Regions from separate parts of the Sus scrofa genome. Here regions 1 and 2 are each linked to region 3. The links are chromatin contacts, called in public Hi-C and HiChIP or PLAC-seq maps. All regions are on one chromosome and are shown on one strand. The core of a region is the stretch at or near the end of the contact, and the rest is flanking DNA. Distances in the headings are between cores, read along the strand shown. Region 1 overlaps LOC102161391 (a long non-coding RNA gene). Region 2 overlaps LOC100519098 (sterile alpha motif domain-containing protein 9). Region 3 overlaps CDK6 (a long non-coding RNA gene).

Evidence for each region. A called contact is a pair of places that touch in the nucleus more often than the background predicts. HiChIP or PLAC-seq counts read pairs in DNA pulled down with a chosen protein or histone mark.
Region 1: a contact with region 3 is called in a Hi-C map of embryonic fibroblasts, with 1.8 times the contacts expected there. The contact joins two enhancer-like sites. A contact is called at or near these places in 1 of 47 Hi-C or Micro-C datasets (embryonic fibroblasts) and 1 of 2 datasets of contacts at active chromatin or transcription factors (alveolar macrophages).
Region 2: an H3K27ac HiChIP or PLAC-seq map of alveolar macrophages shows a contact between it and region 3, with 9 times the contacts expected there. The contact joins two enhancer-like sites. A contact is called at or near these places in 2 of 2 datasets of contacts at active chromatin or transcription factors (alveolar macrophages and skeletal muscle).

Annotation. Positions count from the first base shown.
Region 1 is chr9:72,824,418-72,827,117 of Sscrofa11.1, reverse strand. The region is part of intron 2 of LOC102161391 (a long non-coding RNA gene); the gene reads left to right. Among named protein-coding and RNA genes, the nearest start is that of CDK6, 60 kb to the right of the region's middle. Within about 2 kb of position 1,332, at least 15 of the 83 cell types and tissues checked have an H3K27ac peak or open chromatin away from gene starts, as enhancers often do. A contact at or near this core is called in alveolar macrophages and embryonic fibroblasts, where this site is marked.
Region 2 is chr9:72,993,276-72,995,975 of Sscrofa11.1, reverse strand. All of the region lies in intron 2 of LOC100519098 (sterile alpha motif domain-containing protein 9), which reads left to right. Among named protein-coding and RNA genes, the nearest start is that of HEPACAM2, 80 kb to the left of the region's middle. Within about 2 kb of position 1,330, at least 6 of the 83 cell types and tissues checked have an H3K27ac peak or open chromatin away from gene starts, as enhancers often do. A contact at or near this core is called in alveolar macrophages, where this site is marked.
Region 3 is chr9:72,528,575-72,531,274 of Sscrofa11.1, reverse strand. All of the region lies in intron 6 of CDK6 (a long non-coding RNA gene), which reads left to right. Among named protein-coding and RNA genes, the nearest start is that of FAM133B, 26 kb to the right of the region's middle. Within about 2 kb of position 1,399, at least 32 of the 83 cell types and tissues checked have an H3K27ac peak or open chromatin away from gene starts, as enhancers often do. A contact at or near this core is called in alveolar macrophages and embryonic fibroblasts, where this site is marked.

The DNA of each region.
Region 1 (2,700 bases), core at 83-2,582, 300 kb before region 3:
TGTACAGATTTCTTATAAATCAATAAGAAAAACTCAGTTTTTTTAAAGAAAGGGTAAAAAACGTGAATAGGATTCTTATAAAAGAGGCTATCCAAATGGCGAGTGAACATGAAAACATGTCAACATGATTAGTTATCAGTAAAATGCAAGTTGAAAACTTTACAGAATATCTTGACACACACCCCAGAGTGGCTAAAATTTAAAAAGTCAGCAATACAAGTGTTAGGATGTAGAGGGACAGAAACTCATAGAATGCTTGAGAGTATCAGTTAGTGAAACTACTTTGGAAATTTTGTTGCCAGTTAAATTAAGCCCATGCCTACCCCATGACTCAGCAATTAGTAGCTATCTATCTTTCCTAACTCTAAGATAAATAAATGTGAGGACCTTCTTATACCAAGATTCACTCTTACTATAAGCAGTCCAATCTTCCTGTAATAGCTAATATCTCAGGGGCCCTTACTGTGGACCAGCACCATGATGAGTGCTTGCATGCAGTAACATTTAAGTTTCCCGCTAACCTTAAGAGGTAAATATTATTAAACTACTTTACAGATGAGAAAATTGGTTGAGAAAACTTAATGAATTTTCCCAAGGTCATTGTATTAGTCAGTATCCTTTGTTACATTTAAAAGAAACCAAAAGTTTGGTTTAAGCAAAAAGCAATGTGCTGAAAAGTCATTGTAAAACTCCCAGAATTGCCAGCATGGCTCATTGAGGACTCTGCAGTCATGAGCAGTTCTCCAAATCAAGTTTATACCAAACACTGGTCAGGTTGACCCCTCTGACAGCTCTGGGACCCAGACACAGGCACCAGCAGAACTGCCACCACTTGGCTGGAGCTAGTGGGAACTGTCACCACTGTTGCACTGCAAGGGTGACCCTAGTTTCCCACTGCACCAATCACATTAAGAGTATACTGTGCATGCCCTGGGGCCAAAAAGGGGTGATTTGTGCTTACTCTGAAAATCACAAGTTCAGAGTGATGAGCATGGATTTGAACCCAGTCCCCTTGCCTCTAACATCTAGGAGCTCTACTACTCTTCTTGGTCACCTCCAGATCCATGCTGTTACTTCATCACTTTAAGAACAAGGTGAGGCCAGCAAGTATTAAAATGTCCAGCAACACTTCATGCCCCCATATCCTGTAGATCAGAATGCTTTAACCATTTGCTGCTTGACTAATTTAGAAAGACAGAATAAAACTACCCATATGCAAATTGGGCTTCTGAAATCACCAAGTGCTTTAACAAAGGCAAGTGGAGAGGACCTGGGATGACAGCTCATTGAGAGCCATCACTGTACCATGTGGGGCCATGTGGCTGCATGCTGACTCAAACTCGTGGTGGAGAAGGGGGGGGCGCTTCTGAATCACCAAGACCACATCCTGCTCCTCCCTCATTTTTTCCCCTGGAAGCTGCCCATCAATCTTGTTGCTGAGATCTCCACCCGAGCATGGGGCTCAGGTATTCACACCAAATGTCTGTGAATGTCTAAGAAGTCCCATTTTCCAGGAACATTTGGCCCTGTTGTTTCAGTGGCATCTAAGTGTGAAGTTGACTATGAGTAAGTGTGAAACTGATAGTCTGTGCCTGTAGACTCGGGGCTCAATTTGGGTCATTTATCTCACTGTGCTTTGGTGGGCACAAACTAACATCTAGCATCCCCTATACTTGACTTTAGCCATTTTTTTACTGAAAGAAAGTTCTAATCATAATGCCAGCTAGATAAAAACTTGGGAGAAATGTGTTCTTTTTTGAGAACTGTTATCACAGACACATATTCACTATAGCCAAAGACTAAGCAGGCATCTCATCCTGCTCTGATTCATCTTAGAAAAACATGTGGTAGGCAATTCAACATCCTCCCCCATTTACTTTCAAATAAAGAGTAAGAGGAAAGGTCAATTTTCTTTCCTTTATTTTCTTGTAAAGGCAATTTAGTAAAATTAGGATCTGTTGGGGCTTTTGTTTTGTTTTGTTTTGTTTTGTTTGGGGTTTTTTGGGTTTCCACTGAAGACAGAAGTGGGAGTTAGGATTACAAAGACTGAAAAGTCATCAGTATATAGAGGAATTTGAAATTTCAGATGAAGGAGTCAGAACTTTGTAGACAGAGTAATTCGTGAAAGTTTTTGAATTTTAATGTATTTTTTTTTTTTTTTGGTCTTTTTTTTTTTTTTTTTGCTATTTCTTTGGGCCGCTTTCGAGGCATATGGACGTTCCCAGGCTAGGGGTCGAATCGGAGCTGTAGCCACTGGCTTACGCCAGAGCCACAGCAACGCGGGATCTGAGCCGCGTCTGCAGCCTACACCACAGCTCACGGCAACGCCAGATCGCTAACCCACTGAGCAAGGGCAGGGACCGAACCCGCAGCCTCATGGTTCCTAGTCGGATTCGTTAACCACTGCGCCACGATGGGAACTCCTGAATTTTAATGTATTTTTTAGAGTCAGATACAATGAACCAAAAAAATGTAGAAGTCATATGTAAATTTAATTTACAAGATGATAGGGCAGAATTTGTGCAGCTACCACGTGACAGGATAAGCACTATGGTGGTTATCATCTCGCAGTTTATTAAATCAAATCAACATGTTATACACCTTAAACTTGCACAGCATTTTATGTCAGTTATACATCAACAAAACTGGAAAAAGAAAAAATGAAAAATAGAAGATTGCTAGTACTTCAGAATGTTCCCT
Region 2 (2,700 bases), core at 81-2,580, 460 kb before region 3:
TCCTGCTGCGCCACAACAGGAATTCCTGGTATAACTGACAGAGTGCAAAATCCATGTGAAAATATTACCAAATATATAGTACCTTGAAATCATTATGTATCTTCTCACCTGCCATCACAGGAATGAGCGGCTGAGAAATTTATAAAGGGTCTTCAACCTTGAACAATGGGGAAACCTCTGAAATATGGTAGAGATAAAAATACAGAATTGGGGAAGTCAGATGTCACTGGCCCTGTTTGACAAGTGTGCTTTTAATCTCCCTGGATAGAATCTCCCTGGATAGAATCCCTGGAAGGATTCAAAGGACAAATGAGGATGCAAGGGGAACTAGTCTCCCAGGCGACACACGCGCATGCATGCGCGCGGAGACGCACGATGTCTCTGGGCGTGTAGTAGCCAACAGGCAGGAAATCCTTCACCTGCTTTTGGAGTGCCAGACTCGCGGCAATTGCTGTGATCACTGTCTCAAACAGGAGAGAAAATCTAGAGCTTTTTTTTTATAGTCTGAGGTCCCCGAGGAGCAAGTGGGTAGGTTACTGAGAGAAGACTCTGGCTAAGATATTGCCTCAGACCTTGGCAGAGCAAGTCTGTGGAGAATATGAGCATCTCCTGAGGAGAATCTGTTTGCGGAACAGCCAAAGCAGTTAAAACAGCAGAGGGTGGAGTTCCCTTGTGGTGCAGCGGGTTAAGGATCCAGAGTTGTCACTGCAGCTGCTCAAGTGACTGCTGTGGGGCAGGTTGGATCCCTGGGCCTGGAACTTCCACATGCCGCCTTCTCCGATGGGGAGCGGGGGAAGGCGTAGGAAGAGATGGTGAGGCCCCATGAGTCCTGCTCACTGAAGACCTGTAGTAGAAAACCCTGGAAACAGGGTTAACCAAGACAGCCAATGGGAAAAGCTTATACTTAGAAAATAGGCTTACAACGCAAGCCTAACTCATCCATGGAGTGAGTATCCACAGGTAAGTTAGAACCCTGTTCCCTCGTTTGTAAGATGAAGATAAACTTGGTTGGCAAATACCTGATGAGGATTAAATTAAGTAGCATACATTATACATAACTGGCACTTGGCTCTTATTAGAAGACAGTTTATTGAGATAATTCACATACCATAAAATTATCTCTTTTAAAGTATACAATTCAGTAGGTTTTTGATATATCCACAGAGCTGTGTAAACATCAGCACAATCAATTTTAGAACATTCTCATCACCCCCAAAGAAACCTATACCCATTAGCAGTCGGTCACCATTTACCACTTCCCCCAGCCTCTGAAACTCGTCTGCTGTCTCTAGGGAATTGCCTATTCTGGACATTCCATAGAAATGAAATCACACAATATGTGTTCATTTGGAAATGGCTTCTTTCACTTTGCATAACATTTTCAGGTTCATCCATGCTGTATGAATCATGACTTCATTTCCTTTTACTGTCAAATAAAATTCCATTGTATGGATATACCATATTTTGTTTATTCAGTCATGAGAGGCAATTTATGAAGCACTAAATCAACATTGCTTTATTGATCTAAGATGGGTGTGCTTTACCAAGTTTGCCAAGGCCTTCTTGAATTTAAATAAATAGTAGCTTTACAGCTTCATTTCAGTCTTTGGTTAAGGAAATTTCACTGATCCACCAATTCAAGCCCCTTCTCTTAAACACATAACCTTAGTTTTCTCAAACTGTATTGTTTACCCCTTTTCCAATACTCATCTTCACATGTACATATGTTGCAGTATATCAGTTTATATGATTTTTAAATAAAAATAGTATTTCCCCAGTAGTTGGAAACCTAAGTATGCCCAAGTTAAGTACAAACTGAAAAAAAATTATACTCCAGAAGGTTTCCTCCAACAATTTGAAATGTTTTATTGTTTTCATTTTTACTTGAGAAAATAAATAGCATTCCTGAACACCAAATATACATAAATGATCTAAGAGCCAGATAACTTTAAACATCGTTGGCTTCTACTGAGCACTATGAAGCCACATTACAGTATCCCCTGAGGGATGGATAAATACGGACCCTTTGGATCAGCAGATCCTTTAGGGAACAATCATTCTGTTTTCCAATATTAGCAAAACTCCCAATACTCCCTCCAAACACATGACTATATGAACAAAGAGAAATTTAAACTTAACAGTAAGATTGGTATCACTCTGAAGTGATAACTGGTATATTAGTTTGGAAATACCTATGATAGGAAATACACACCCAGTGTAGGATTTTTAAATCATGTGAAGAGTACTTAAAGTTTCCGAAAAGACTCTTAAAAAACAGACATGTAATAAGAGGGAAGAAGTTTTTTAAAGAAAAGTCAAAGTCTCTGCTTAAAGCTGAGTAACCCTTGGGTAAATGAAACATAGCTGTATGTTCTGAGTCTAACTAACCTTTTTTTTTTTTTTTTTTTTTGACATTCTATAGTATTAAGACTCTGTTGTCCAAATATGCCTAATCCCTGTGGGAAAATTAGGCCTTCTAGGGTGGAGAGATGGCAGTGTTGTATCTAATGCTCATAAGGGCATAAGCCAAGTTCTGAGTGGAATTAGCTCTTCAGAGAACCTCCTGTGTCCAGAAGACTAACTGTGTATTGGCTATAAATAGCCATAGGAAGATTCAACCTGTTTTTACCATCTTAGAAAAAATGGAAAGTAGCATTCAAATGAGCCATGGCATACAATTTATAGGTGCATCTAGAAAGA
Region 3 (2,700 bases), core at 150-2,649:
ACCCCATCTTTCTTTGGAACACTGGAATAGGAAACGAGAACCCTAGATTCCAAACGTTTGTCTACTGCTAAATAACAACGTAGTCTTGAAAAGGTCATTTCAAACTCCCTGTGTAAAGGGCTTACACAGGGCCTGGTACATAGTTAATGCTTTTAAAATGTTGGCTCTTATTATAATTCATCATTAATTGTTTTTTCCATCCCTTAACTTCTTTGCCTGAGAAATGAAACTTGAAGGTCCCTTCTTTTGCTCGAATTCTTTGGTTCCACTTGTCTGTGACGCAGCTCCTTGCTACGTTTCAGCGTTCCATTAGTATCTACATGTCTGAGCATGTGAGGTATGGATGCTTTCATGTCTTGAACGTTAAGAAAAGGCTTTTCTTTTCACAAAGCATGCAGTATGACATCCTTTTGGGATCCATGTGTTTGCCAAGCCCCATCAGAATTGGGGTGGAGTAGGAAGAAAGTGGGAGTTCTAGAGCCAAAAATAGCCCTGATCATTGGTCTGTACCATTTTATGGTATCCCAGTCATTTCTACATTTTCAGTCTGAAAAACTGATGAAAAATGTCCCTAAAGGAAAAAATCACATCATAACACTATCTTCCCATGCAGAATCGCTTAAAATAGTTGGAATAAAACTGGAACCTGACTTTGTTCTTTTGGTGACTGGAAGTAGTTCCAAGAGGCCTCTATTAATGCCCGTGTCACTGCTGAGTCAGAAGCCAGTGGCTTTAAGGCCAGAAAACCATTTGTTCGTTGTATTGTCTGGGGGCTTCCCGGGTCCCCGGCAGCTGCCATGGCTGCTGCTCCTCCCGCTGCTATGCCCGGTCTGTAAGATGGACAAATTCAGAACCAGACTTCCACATTACTGCTTCTGGATGTCAAAGCAATCCATGATGAACTCCCATCTTCCCTACCCCGATGAAATATATTTTGTATGCATGTGATCGTGACGAAGGAACTACCAAGAGGCAGACATACTGGTGACCCTCTCGTTAAAAGTAAAAGCAATCTCAACTGAAACCAGCTTGTCAGACACCAGTCCTTCCCCTGCTTTTCCTTGCTGACGCCACCTGGGCCATCTGTCCACTTTTGGCACCAGTGACATTGCTGGTGCCCCTTAGTACGTGAGCCCGTGCGATGAACCAGAAGGAACCTTTGACAAACATGTTTGACTTGCTTCCAAGAGAATGCCACTTTTTCTGCTGGCAAAGGCCTGACAGAGATCTTAGGGTGCCAGCAGAAAAGAAGCCATGAAGTTCAATATGTTTTGTGCCTTGAGATTGTACTTTTTAGTTTCTGGCATTGATTCATTGAAATGATGTTGTTTTCTCTGAATGCATTACTTTGGCATAGAGAACAGGGACAATGCTGCACCCTAGTGTCACTTCTGAAGTACTTGAAGATGATTTCCGTCCCAGTCATCACGCCATTTATAGGTTTTATGCTCTGTCAGTCTTTCCAGTACAAATGTCAGCTTTTAAGGCTTATATTCAGCTGTCCAAATACTGAAATTGGAGGCAAGTGCTTTTTAATGGACCTATCAGAATTCCACAACCCTCATATCTAGGCTGTAAAAGTTCACACTGGGTAGTAAACTGGATATTTTTTAAAGGAGAGCCATATTCACATTCTCTTAAGGGGAAAAATATTTCTGTTTTTAGGAAGATTTATACTTTCAAAGAACAGCAAGTCCTTTGAAAGTGAAACTGAATGTTTTTAGCCTGTGACATTTGAGAGCATTTTTGAGAGCAGAGTCATAGTTAAATGGAAACAAAATACTGGATTTAGAATAAGTTCACTCCCGGCTCTGGGCCGAACTCCCTGCGTATGACTTTGGCAGTTCATTTTATTCCTCATCCTCAGTTTTCCCATCTATAAAATAAATAATAATACCTGACCTATATGTCTCAGGAGGTAGTTTTGCAGGTCAGAGGAGGGGGTTGATTTAAAAATACTTATAAAGTTATTTATATAAACAGGTATATATATGTATGTATGTATACATCGCACATGTCTGTACATACCGGGACACTGTTTTTCTGAGGGCTTTTGGGCTTCGTGGGCTTTTGGCCCATATTTCCAGATTTAACTTAACATAAATATATTCAGAACTGCAAATAAAGATTTTAAGTTCTTACTGAGTAGTCATAATCAATTTCTAGGTGACTGGGGATAATATGCACAGATATTGATGTAAAAATGGCTACAAGGGAGTTCCCATTGTGGCTCAGTAGGTTAAGAACCTGACTAGTATCCATGAGGATGTAGGTTCAATCCCTGGCCTCGCTCAGTGGGTCAAGGATCCCATGTTGCTGCACGCTGCGGTGTAAATCACAGATGCAGCTCAGACCCCAAGTTACTGTGGTGTAGGCCAGCGGTTATGGCTCCAATTTGACCCCTAGACTGGAAACTTCCATATGTTACAGATGAGGCTCTAAAAGGACCCCAAAAATGGCTAAAAGGCAAATATGATGAAAGACAGTTTTTAAAGTTATTTATAAGCATTCTTCTGTTCTTCTGCCTGACCCATTCTATCCAAATACTTAAACACATTTATTTCCTTTAATAATTAATGGTAATATTTTTGTTTTCTTCTTTTTCTTCTTTTTCTAGATCTTTCCCTTAAACACATGTGTGTTGCTTGAGTTGTCATTTTCATTCATTTGTTCCGGTAAAAATGTCTCAGAGTCTGTCTT